Regions from separate parts of the Mus musculus genome. Here regions 1 and 3 are each linked to region 2. Evidence: chromatin contacts called from public HiChIP or PLAC-seq and Micro-C data. All regions are on one chromosome and are shown on one strand. The core of a region is the stretch at or near the end of the contact, and the rest is flanking DNA. Distances in the headings are between cores, read along the strand shown.

Region 1 (3,964 bases), core at 1,131-3,630, 330 kb after region 2:
CGGTACCTGTACCTACTCCGGCCGCTATTCCTAGTCCTAAAAGTACTGCTAAGGTTAAGGTGATGGGTTCTCTCTTCCAGCGGACCCGGTGATCAAATTCATCTACAAAGGAGCTATCATCATGGTATAGGAGTCTAGGAACAAGTTGAACCAGAATGCAGAAATCTTTGGAACCATTAAAAACAGAAGTAGACACACAAGGAGACCTGTGTTGCAAGCCCATACTGTGTCTATGGGGGGGGGGGACGACTAGATACTGACCACCTTCGCTAGGCTGTACGTGCTGGGTCTGATTACAGAGGTGCCGTCTGTCATGAGGTACCCGGCCTAAACAAAGTCCACTTCCTGAGATTGCTGCCAGAGTCAACTTTCTGTTTTCCCCCCAAGGGCATTGAGAGGGGTCTGAAGTTTTATTATAAATCCTCATCTGAGCAATTCCCTCATAATAAGGGGGGCTAGAGGCATAGCACAGCCAGCAAGACCGAGTAATGTTGGGATCAGTACGATTGAGGACCAGGAATGCCCCTTGTATTAGGCTAAATAGGCGATTCTTGGTATCTGGGGGCATGGGAGTGGTTGGAACCCGATCCAAGGAAGGAGTGTGAGCCTTGGTCGGATAGTCTGATGGAGACCCAGGGATGGTAGGCCTGGGAAGCAGTAACGAAGGCTTTTCAACTAGAACAGGGTTAGGTCCTACTGGTTGGGTCGGGGGCTACTGAGGCTCAAACGAACCATGACTGATGACCCAGGCTTTCCACTATAGTCATAAAAAACTAATCCCCACCGCATGCCCCTTATCCATGCCTTGATGTCATATTTTTTTCCTGTGTCTGTAAATTTGATCAGTACTCTGTCTAAATCATCGGGGCGACAGTCAGCCCTTTTATACAGTTCCATTACGGTGTGCTTTCCAGGCCCTGAGTTCTGAAAAGAGAACTCAGCCCTGTCAGGAACATGACCACTAGCCCATTTCCAATCACCATCGTTGGAAGTAACACAATTCCATTGGCCACAATAATAGGAGGCTGACCCTCCGCATAAGGACCACTTGCTGTGCTCTGGGCAGCAGTAGAATCCATAGCTTCTTACTAGATTAGGGGGAGTGCTTCTAGCAGCTGGAATTATCTGTTTGAGGCAGAAGGCTAGGTCTGGCCACCATGTCCCTGGCGGCGCTGTTTTGGAGGTGGTAAACAAGACCTGATCCGAATCAGGACCGAGAACTTGCCAAGTTAGAGTCAGAGGCTGGTGTGGGTTGTGGTTCTTTAGGCCCAGGGTGACTCCTGTGACCCAAGCGAAGCTTAAGAGGATTGTCAGTGGCTGCCACCATCCAGTTGTCTTCATCTTGGCTGGGTGCCTTTTTGACGTGGGAGGCATGGATCCAAGCAGCGATCCCGTCTACTTTTACTGCCGTGGGGGTGGTCAACAGCACCAGATACGGTCCTTTCCACCGGGGCTCAAGCGTGCCAGTGCGATGTCGTCTGACCAAGACTGAGTCTCCAACCTGGAACCCGTGAGGCACTGCTATGGTTCCCGGAGTGTAGGCTTCTCTGATCTGGTTGCAGATCTGTGTTTTAACAACCTCTAGGGCCTTTAGGTGAGCAAAAAGAGCAGAGGGTGAGGATGAGTCAGTGCCAAGATCCAATATCCCACCTGACTCAGTTAAGGGAGGCGGTCCCCCAAAGAGAATCTCATAAGGGGTAAGACCGAAATGTCCAGGAGTGTTTCGGACCCTGAGGAGCGCAAAGGGAAGGAGAGTCACCCAGTCCTTTCCGCCGGTCTCCATGACTAATTTAGTAAGGGTCTCTTTTAAAGTCCTACTCATTCTTTCTACCTGTCCTGAGCTCTGGGGCCTATAAGCACACTTAGAAACTTCCAATTAGTCCCCAATTGTGTGGCCAATTCCTGACTTACCTGGGCAACAAATGCGGGCCCATTGTCTGAGCCGATTACCTTAGGGATCCCGAACCGAGGCAGGATTTCTTCAAGAATCTTCTTGGTTACCACTTGAGCAGTCTCGGACTTGCTCTCCCTCCTCCGTCTGATATCAGCGTGACGTCTCACCGAGCAGCTGGCAAGGAACACAGAAGCAACAGCAGCGCTCCCAAGGAAGGTGGGTGTGTGTGGGCGGAGGGCGGGAAACACAGCCAGCAGCTCTGCGCCTGCGCATCCCGTGAGCGCGCTAAAGAGACTCCCGCCAGAGGCTCTGAGTCACGCCCAGGAGGCGGTGCTTGGGCCTTGGGGGCGGAGCCTGGCTGCAGAGCTGTGGGGGATATGGGCGTGGCCGGGACGGCGTCAGATCTCGTGAGAGCGGCGACTGGTGACGGGGTGGAGGGCGGGAGCGTCCGGGGTATACGCGGGTGTGTTTGAATCTGGTCCGAGCGCGGGAAACTATGGGTCTGTGGTGAGGTGAGCGCCGCGCGGTGAGTTGGGTGGGAGGTGAGTAGGACTCGGCGGCCGGCGACCGCGGCTGGGCGGCGGACACCGTCGCGGGTCTCACGTCCGCGGCCGCCATCGGTTTCGAGCGCTTGTGGAGCGGGAGGTGCTGCGGGAGGGCAGAGCGGGATCCCCCGGCTGACTGGGAAGGATCCCAGACCGAGAAGCGGGGCTCGCCAGGGAGGATCTCAGCCTGGAACCCGGGTTCACTAGGTAGGACCTCAGACTAGGACGACCCCGGGAGAGGGCCCGAGTGTGACTGGCGAGGACTCCGGAAAATGACCTGCGCACAGTAGGGAGGCTCTCAGGCAAGGACCTGATGCAGACTACGGAGGACCGGGGACGCAGACCTGAGTCTGACTAGAGAAGACCCCTGAGAAGGAGCCTGGGTGAGTAGGTAGTACCAAAGACCTGCACCCGGGTTGACTAGCGAGAACCCCAGCCCTGACCAGAGAATGACATGGAAGATCCTGGCACGGGGCTGGGGAGCTGACTAGGGAGGACAGCAGTGTTGACACTTAACTGGGGCCTGACGTGGTGGTGAAGACGCTGGATTTATTCTTGCACTGACATAAGGGAGGAACCCGAACCTATACCTAGGACTGATCTAGGGAGCAACTTAGTTATGAACTAAGGAAAGAGAAAAATCAAGATACGGAGTCACGGTTTGTAAGTAGCATATGTAGACATTATATGGCATACTAAGTTGCCAAAGACATGTACTTAAGTAAACAAAGTGACCATAATTAGTAAAGTGGTGATACTGGCAACCCACCTTTCCCTCTCCATTTTATTCATCACAAAAAAGTTATGGTTCACAATTCAGCCATTTGAATCGGGGAATGAAGTGGCTATATTTAAAATTTACTAATATGAGGAGTTGTCAAATTGAGGTTATTTTCTACTTTTATTCAATTTAGAATAGGAATGCATATTTATTGTGATTCACACTCTATAATTAATGCCAATAATTCTCCATATTGCTGTATTTCTAAAGGTATGAGAGATTTTCAAATTTATTCTTAAGATGAGAAGACCTGTTGCAAATATCATTTGTTGTAACTGTATTGTTAGGTTTTTGTTTTGAGTATGTCATCGTAGCACCAGGTGTAAAGGTAAAATAGGATGGCATTTTACCTGGGAGATCACATGTAGGAAGAAGAATGAGCAAGGTCCCCAGAGCTCTCATTATCCTGTAGGTGTGCAGAGGAGGGGAGGGTGCTGGAGTGGGGCACAGATGCACTGCCTAACAAGCTCCCAGGTGACCTCAGGGCTGTTTTTGTGGTTTTACTTCCAAGTCTCTCTCTTGAAAAACAAGAGAGAATTGTTGGGTGGGATCTTCTTGGAGGAATGGGACTTTAGAAGTGGAGTCTGCAGAATTCAGATGTGGAGATGAGCCTGACCCTATTGCATAAGTCAGGTCTTTCTTCCCAAGCCAGCATCTAAAAGGCTAAACGTAAGAGAAAGTAAGATTCCTGAGGCAGTTTTAATTTCTTGTTGCTTTCATTGTAGTTACATTGATAATTGGTGA
Region 2 (3,918 bases), core at 604-3,103:
TGTGACCACATCCTAAGAGAACAGAGGGTTAGCTAAAATGGCTTGTGAAGAACTCTGCCCCAAATGCTGCTGCTGCTGCTGCTGCTTTGGGTATGAGAAGCCTCCGTGATAGTGAGGACTGAAACCCTAGAGTCTGGAAACCAGAGCAGCCACTCAAGTGGAAGGTGCCAGGAAACTGCCCAAGAGGATGTCAGTGGGGAAGGGATAGGAAGGCCAGACATCAGTAGGTAGAGATGAAACGGGGCTAAGAGCAGGTCTGGAGGATGCTGGAGGGCACAACACAAGGCTGAACTCAGGTTCATATCCAGGCTGTGAACAATGTGAAGTCCCATCAGAACCAAGCAGTCACCATAGGCACAAGAGTCTCTCTCTCTCTCTCTCTCTCTCTCTCTCTCTCTCTCTCTCTCTCTCTCTCTCCTTACCCCAATTCAGAAGAATGGAGAGACCTTGAAAGACATGACCAGTCTTTTTAGGACCTTCGCTCCTCCAGGATACCCCCAGGAAAACAAGTCCCTCTTGTCTCCCCGTGCCTGTATCTCATCCTTGTCAGGACTATCACTTCATCTCATCATATATGCCATTGCTGTGGTTGGAACCCTGGCGTCTCACCCAGTTTTGACCAATAACATCCGGACGTGACTTTAGAATGCATCCCTCACAACAATTCAGGTGTATCAGCTCTCCTAATTCTAATTGTAACCCTCTGGGATGGAGCAATGGCAGGGGTCGATGTTGTGATTTACAAATGTGCAGGTGGATCAGGTTCACTGGCTGAAACAGCGGACAGGGGTTGTGGACAAAGCCAGAGCCCAAGCTTCCTGGCCCCAAGCTGCAGACCTAGTGCCCAGACCTTCTCCTCCATAAAATCCCCTGATGGACAAACACAGGCAGATGCACAGATAGTGGAAGGGTGACAGAAAACAGATAGAAACCTAGGTCCAAGGGTACACGGGGCTCTGATGTCATGGAGCACATGATGAACTCAGTGGGGAGAAAAATAATGGGCAGATAGACACCCCAAAGTGTGAAGGATACATTTTGTACTATTTCAGACTTCTGACTTTGGGCTTGAAATTATATCTGAATAAGAAGTTTAAAACTTGCCTGCTTTACTTAATGGAGTACTATTGTCTGCTGGTAGCTTTCTGCTCTTCCCTAGACTGGTCTGTCGACAGACAGCCAAACCATAGCTGAACAGTGGCAGTGTCTCCACAAGCCTAGTGTACAATGAGCCACACACGTGTCACCTGAGGGTTTGGGGTGCCGATGAGCAGACCCACTTTTGCGTTGATGAAGTCTCTGCTTTCTGTTCAACTTGGCCTTAGGCTCTCAAGGGGAGCCATGCAAGAGCTTTCTCTTTTCTCTCTGCTCACACCAGTGCAGACCTAACCATGGTCGTCCAGCCACTTTCTGCACTTTTTCCTTGTGCTGCACACAGGCTTCGCATTTGCACAGGGAGTTGGTGCCAGATGCTACCTCAGCGCTCAAGTTCCCTTACCTGGAATTGGGCAATGCCCTCTGTGGGTGAGCATCTGCTTACTTGAGCCACCAGCTCTCCAAAGGCTTGAACACGGCAGCCCACAGTGGGGTCGCAGAGGAGGGAGGCAGTACAGCTCGGTTAGCAGAGGGAGCCTGGGAGGAAGGAGCGCGAGAGAGCAGGGCTGACAAGGGAAGTACCCAGGCCAGGAGGGGGTCGGGGTGAGGCCCAGGGTCTTGCACTTCAGAGGGAAGTAGGGGTGGAAGGAGGGACGTTTGGACAGAGATCTGGTGGACCGGAGTGCCAGAGAGAGACTCCGCAAAAAGGAGAAAGGGGCGCGAGGCGGGGACTGGGCCGAGGGGCGGGGCCGGGACTTGCAGCCTGGAAGGCGGAGAGGGCGATAGGCGCGAGACTGAGGAAATCCGCGCTGGGAGGCCCGGAGCAGGGGACCGTGCTGCTGAGGCGCCAAGGACCGAGGCAGCACGCTGAGCCCAAGATGAGGGCGTCGGTGGTGCTGACCTGCTACTGCTGGTTGCTGGTGCGGGTGAGTGAACCCGCGCCCACTTCCCGAAGAGGCGCATCCTGCAGTGGACCGCGGGGCTCACCTCCGAGTCCCAGCACGAGCGGGCGGAGCGTGGGGCCAGGGGAGACAATCCAGAGCAGAATGCTTCCTACTGAGCCTTACCAAACCCTGGGCTGCTGGACTCAGGGGAATTTTCCTATTCCCACCGCCGTTGCGGGTTCGCCAGAAGTGGGGTTGAAGTTCTCCTCGACCCCCGCCCCTGGGACGACCTGGGTCCTGGTCTGGCAGTGCTCCTGGAGTTGGGAACACCCCTAGCACCCAGCGAGAAGAGTGGCCGCTGCCCGGGCCACCTGCTCTGACTTTGCTTCCGATAGAAACTGCTGTTACTCTGTGGTTAAATATTTCTCTTTCCATCTCCTGGTCTGAGTGTTTGTTTAGTATGTGACAGAAGGAAAGTGCTGTGGCTAAGAAAGTTTCCTTTTGGAAATACTCTCTTTTTTATTTCTTCTTCTTCTTCTTCTTCTTCTTCTTCTTCTTCTTCTTCTTCTTCTTCTTCTTCTTCTTCTTAAGAGAGCCAAAAGAACCCCTGAACCGAAGTTTGTTACATGGGTTGCATTGGTTTTATGTAGTTCTCCGGAACTCTACCCTTTATTTGAAAACCTTTCTTAAGAAAGAAAAAGAAGGGCTTGAGCCTTATTTCTTGCATTTGCTTCTCTGCTCTGAGAACTGTATCCCTGTGGAGCTTAAGGTTTCCACACATATCTAGGCCTCCGGCTGAGGGAGCCAACTAAGCTTAGTGTGTGCAGCAAGAGGGGAGGGGATGTTTAAGGAAATCCATCCGTCATTGTTGATGAAATTTCAGTTTTCTGGAGCATATCTTCTCTGCCCCCACGGGCAGCTGAGGGAAGCTTCCCAAGGATGCTCGAGAATCCTCGGGACTCCAATCACTTTAACCTTTCAGACATCCCAACATTTCATCGTTCCCCATGTTCCAGGAATGTCAGCAATACCAGGCTTTTAGCACCTTAATTTATCATCTCATCAGTTCTGAAATTCAGATCAGTGAGTTGCTATTGCTTGACCTCCGAATCTCTGCATTTTAGTGGTTGTGTAGCAATGAGCTGGTAAATCCAAGGTACCTCAAGTGATTTTAAATGAAGTGAATGTAGCAGAAAAATTCAACATTGAGTTTTGTCCTTTGATTCTATTGGGAAATTGTATTCCTCGTTGGGATGCTAGCTGGCCTAGATCAACAGTAGGATAACTAAACACAGAGATAGCCATACCTAACTGAGCAGGATTCCTTTGCATTACTGTCTTGTAAAAGCAAATTTTTGTTAAGACAGGGAGAAACTGAAGCAGACAGACAGACAGACAAGTAATGAGAGTGAGTGCTCCACAAGGAGCCCAGCCTGGGAGGAAGGACACTGGGTCTTTATAAGAACAGCGATCAGAAAATGCTGCCTTCCTGGACTGCGAGCTCAGATGCTCTCTATACTCTCTGGCTGGCGCTCAGCTTCAGTGCCTAAGGACTCCGTGAAAGCTTTGCAGAAACCTTCCATGGCTCCTTGGATCAGATCTGTTTCTCTCAGCGCTGCCTCTTCCATCCAATCCCTCTCATTCTTAAAAAAGTGTTTCACACCAAGCTGCTCAATGATAACAATGTTACCAGTACGAGTAGGGTTAAGTTTTGAATGTGCCCTGAAGCGTATGAAAGTTCACTTAACCTATTCTGACTCTAGGGTGACCACAGAGAGGATCCCCAGGTACACAGAGTGTCTGTGCACACCCACAGCCACTAAGAGTTAACTTGCTTTACTTAAGCAAACCATAGACTATGAAATGGGAGCTCTTCAATTCTGAGAGATGAACATTTCTAACAGCCCATTGCTCTTAAGTTAGTAATAACAACATACAA
Region 3 (3,912 bases), core at 1,221-3,720, 410 kb after region 2:
CGTGCGTGTGCATACTGTGGGTAAATAAAAACCTTTAGCAGCAGTGCAGGCTGCTAAGTGCACTGTTAAAAGCAGGGATGTGTGCACAACCTAAACCAAGTACAGTTCCAGGTTAGTAAGTCGTCCCCTATGCTTGACTGCTTCTCTTCTGGGGATTTTCCCATCTCTACCCCTCATCTTTCTGTAAGAGCAGGTTTACAGACATGAGCCGCTGTGCCTAACTTTACCTGGGTTCTGGGAATCAAACTCAGGCCCCACACTTACACGGAAGTGCTTTACCTACTGAGCCACCGCCTCCCCAGGCCCTGTGCTGTTTCTGTTATAATCCTTGCAGTCCCTCCTGAGCCATGCCTTTTTCTCTTTTCCTCTTGGGCATTTTCTTCTGCCTTTAAGTTGACACAGAGCTCTGAAGTTCAGACCATGGCTGTGAGATAGGACCTTGCTCAGGAAAGTGTTAAGCAGCAAGTCAAATAATGACAGGACAAATAATCCCAGCCTAGAATCTGTCGAACAGTAAACAGGGCTAGATGAGGGGAGAGATACCACAGCCCAGAGCAAACAGTGCTCCAGGATGTAGACCCAGGAAGCCTAAGTAAACTCCTCTGGGTCTCCCTGGTGCCTTACTTACTTGCCGATGGTTGTGACAGCTGGTGTGGGCTCTACAAGTCCCTGGGTCACTGCCAGTGTGATCAGATCTGACTTTGTAGAGAGCTGACCCTTCTACATTGGAGCTATAGCGACCCTCACTAAGGGTGGATGGGAGGTTACTTAGCTGTTCCTCTGTACTCGAGAAACTGTGTTAGGGCAAGCTGATAAAGCCTTCTCCTGAAAACTCACCAAACAGCCCTTGATATCTGAATACCACTGTCATGAAGAACCTAGCCTTCTGTGTGTTTTCTTTTCCTGTTGTTCTTGTCCCCAGAGTCATGACATGACTGTTAGGATATCAGAGGACATATCTGCCCACCCAGGCAGTCCCCTGCTACTCCATTCATCCTTACCCCCCCCCACACACACACATATACCCCTGAGCTCATCCATGTTTCGGCATCAGGGATCAAGGATATTCTAGACGAGCTGAGGATGGCACTTGAAGCAGTTCTTGGAGTTTGCAAGAGAATCGGTGTCATTGATGTCTGCTTAAGGGTCTTACACCGTTTGGGGGTGTAGTGTTCTAACTGCTAATGCTACTGAAAATGGTGAACAGAGCCAAAGTGATATGAGGCTTACCATCCTTCTTCCTAACCAGACAGGCATTTTCAGGACCACAGGCAACACCTTTGTAGGGGACCCTGTTGCTGTGAAGTGTTGCGGTGGTCTTCTGGAGTAACGGCTTTTTCTACTAAGGTACATTCTCACTTCCCCAGGTTGGGGGCACAAGGTCTGAAGGAGAGACTGGGATAAAAGATTTGGAAGGCAAAATCAGGATGGGGCCCAACAAAGGCGCGAGAATAGATGTCAGAATCTTCAGGCCCAACACCTAGTTTAGTTAGTTGTAGATAGGCCGGACTGAAAGATAGCTCCGTCACTGCTGCCCCAAGCCCCAGTCAGACCAAATAGAGGCAGTCTTTCTCCAAGGGACCTTGTGGCAAGGGGCATTAAAGGGAGGGATGGAAGGAAGTGAGAGGACTGGCCAGGCAAGGGAGGGCAAACTCAGGATGGTGGTTGGGACTCCTAGCAGTGACACAATGACACGAAATGGAAAGATACTGGCTCTATGGGAGACCTGAGGGAGGAAGTGGGCTGTTCCCTTAAACGCAAGCATGCATACGTTGAGACTGTTACATTCAAAACAAACCCACTCACATATACACACACACCTCCCACAGTCTTCAGATGCCAGGGGTACCACCCCATTGAATCCTGCCTTTGTCTATGGGTCTTTTGGAAAGTGGTCTGAGAATCTGCACTTGGTCCCTCAGCACTGGCCATTCCAGGGATAGACTGGACTGTGAGCATGGAAGGCCCCCAGGTAAACATGTCTAAAATTCGGACTCGACGCCGCATGGGGTACACTCCACGGTCACTCTGACTCCTTTTGTTCTGTTTGAGGACTCCATCTGCAACTCCCACCCCATCAGCCTCCTATTCAGGCCCTGCACAAAGTTGAAGTTTTCCTCTCTTGGCCTACCTTCGAGATGCAGCTTCCAGTGGATCTATGCCTGCAGACCCCAACAGCTGCCACCACTTACTGCGGACAGTTGAGTTTAAACACTGAATAAGAGGGAGTTTGGTGTTTCAGCAGCACAACCACACTTCCAAGTGTCCTTTCTCCACGAACCGATCTGGACACTGCAGGGTGACCCTCGAAGATCCCAAGCAGAAGGGACCACAGCTTGTGGGGATAGAACCCGCTTCTCGGGAGGGGAGCGAGCACCTCCTGCCTATCCCCCGCGAGGTGGGCGTGCCTGAACGTGCATGGCTGACAGAGGGCGTGGTCATGGGCGGGGCCGGCGGCGGGGGTGGGGCCGGTGGCGCTGTCCGGTGCTGAAGCTCGGCCGGCGCCGCCGCAGGAGCGCTGAGAGCGCCGCGAAAGGAGCTGGCGCCGCCTCGCTAAGTCCCTATCGGTCCTTGCTCCCGCGCGGCCATGGACTGAGCGCCAACCGGCTGCGGGGATGGGGCCGCCGCTCCCGCTTTTGCTGCTGCTGCTGCTACCGCCGCCGCTGCCTCGCGCTCTGCCCGCCCCCGCGTCTGCCCGCGGCCGGCAGCTCCCGGGGCGCCTGGGTGAGTGAGGGGCGCGGGGATGGGAGCTGGCGCTGGGTTCTGTGTGCCCGTGCGCAGCCGCAGGGCCCGCGGGCCCGCCGTGCGTCTTCCGGTCCTCGCCAGCTACGTGGGGCGGGTCTCGCCCCCCTCCCCGCCTCAGTTTCCCTCCCCAGTGACCGACCCCACCCCCTTTGGCTATGGGCCCCTGCGTCAAGGACCTGGGACAGCTCAACCATACGGTTGTCCACGCCCCGCGTGTTTGTGCATCCCGGAGTGTCCACGCTTTGCGCGTGCCCCAAGTGTCTATGAGCCCTGCCTGCTCTCGTGTTCCCTACGTGTGTCCGTGCGCTCCGCGTGCTACCTGAAGGGCCAGGACGTGGCTTAGTGAGTGGCTGGGTCCTTCCATGGAGGCTGTCCTCTCCTGCTACCATGCGCTGCGCCTGCCTTTTCCCTCTCACGAGGCAAATCCTCGGTCTGCCGGTGAAGACTGGACCGACATTTTCCTTTCCTGACACGCGGAAGGAAAAGGAAAGGCGACAGGGAGGGAGGGCGGAACTGGTGGCCTTTCTGACATGGCACCTCCCTCCTGCTAATCTTGTCTGTTAAGGAGATTTACCACAAACCCAATGTTTGTAAGAGGCTTTGGGGCCAGAATTACAACACATAATGGACTAGAACAATCAGTATTAGAGGAGAGAGTGTGCACGCCTGTGGATGGTAGGCAGTGAGGGGTGAGCTGCAGCCTTGGCCCGAGCTCCCCTCAGGCTCCACACCTCCTTCCTCCCGCCTCTGGTCTTCAGAGGTGTTTCAACCTTGCAAAACTCAAAGAAAGGGACTGCAGAGAGGAGGGATCTTTGCTCTCCCAGCCCTTTGGCTGGCTTAGGGCTGGTTCCCTAGGCTTTCCTGGCCTCCTGATCTCTCCACACCGAGGGTCTAGTTTAGTTTGCAGGAACTACTTAGGATGGAAAGTAGGCCCTTGCCTACCACATGAGACTCCTTGAACAGGCATTTTTTTCCCCAGTCTACTTCCCCCATGACCAGCTCACAGGCCCCTTATTCCTCACTGAGTGGCTAAATGTGTCCTTTATTCAATAGGGGTGTGTGTGTGTGTGTGTGTGTGTGTGTGTTCTGGATGTGTGTGTGTGTGTGTGTGTGTGTGTGTGTGTGTGAAGCTTTTGCCTTGTTCACCCCAGATGAACCCAGAAGACT

What was found. Hi-C and Micro-C count contacts between places; a contact is called where the count stands out from the background. HiChIP or PLAC-seq counts read pairs in DNA pulled down with a chosen protein or histone mark.
Region 1: an H3K4me3 HiChIP or PLAC-seq map of embryonic stem cells shows a contact between it and region 2, with 14 read pairs. The contact joins the promoter of Ncapg2 here to the promoter of Vipr2 in region 2. A contact is called at or near these places in 11 of 39 promoter capture datasets (the 3T3-L1 cell line, the C10 cell line, the HPC-7 cell line and 5 more), 12 of 484 Hi-C or Micro-C datasets (B cells, the Ba/F3 cell line, the N1E-115 cell line and 5 more), 9 of 115 datasets of contacts at active chromatin or transcription factors (astrocytes, cardiomyocytes, embryonic stem cells and 5 more) and 2 of 9 other capture datasets (embryonic stem cells and pancreatic islet).
Region 3: a contact with region 2 is called in a Micro-C map of embryonic stem cells, with 1.9 times the contacts expected there. The contact joins the promoter of Ptprn2 here to the promoter of Vipr2 in region 2. A contact is called at or near these places in 12 of 39 promoter capture datasets (the 3T3-L1 cell line, the HPC-7 cell line, cranial neural crest and 7 more), 3 of 484 Hi-C or Micro-C datasets (all in embryonic stem cells) and 3 of 9 other capture datasets (adipose tissue, liver and macrophages).

What each region holds. Positions count from the first base shown.
Region 1 is chr12:116,403,056-116,407,019 of GRCm38.p6, forward strand. It overlaps Ncapg2 (non-SMC condensin II complex, subunit G2), which reads left to right and starts at 2,381. Exons shown (of 29, transcript NM_133762.4): 1 at 2,381-2,406; 2 at 2,647-2,822. D430020J02Rik (RIKEN cDNA D430020J02 gene) reads right to left here and starts at 2,106. Exons shown (of 2, transcript NR_028421.1): 1 at 1,912-2,106; 2 at 1-1,588.
Region 2 is chr12:116,075,873-116,079,790 of GRCm38.p6, forward strand. It overlaps Vipr2 (vasoactive intestinal peptide receptor 2), which reads left to right and starts at 1,854. Exons shown (of 13, transcript NM_009511.2): 1 at 1,854-2,021. The coding sequence starts at 1,974. It overlaps Gm46383 (a long non-coding RNA gene), which reads right to left and starts at 2,359. Exons shown (of 3, transcript XR_001780734.2): 1 at 2,163-2,359; 2 at 1,499-1,632.
Region 3 is chr12:116,483,250-116,487,161 of GRCm38.p6, forward strand. Ptprn2 (protein tyrosine phosphatase, receptor type, N polypeptide 2) reads left to right here and starts at 2,471. Exons shown (of 23, transcript NM_011215.2): 1 at 2,471-2,724. The coding sequence starts at 2,616.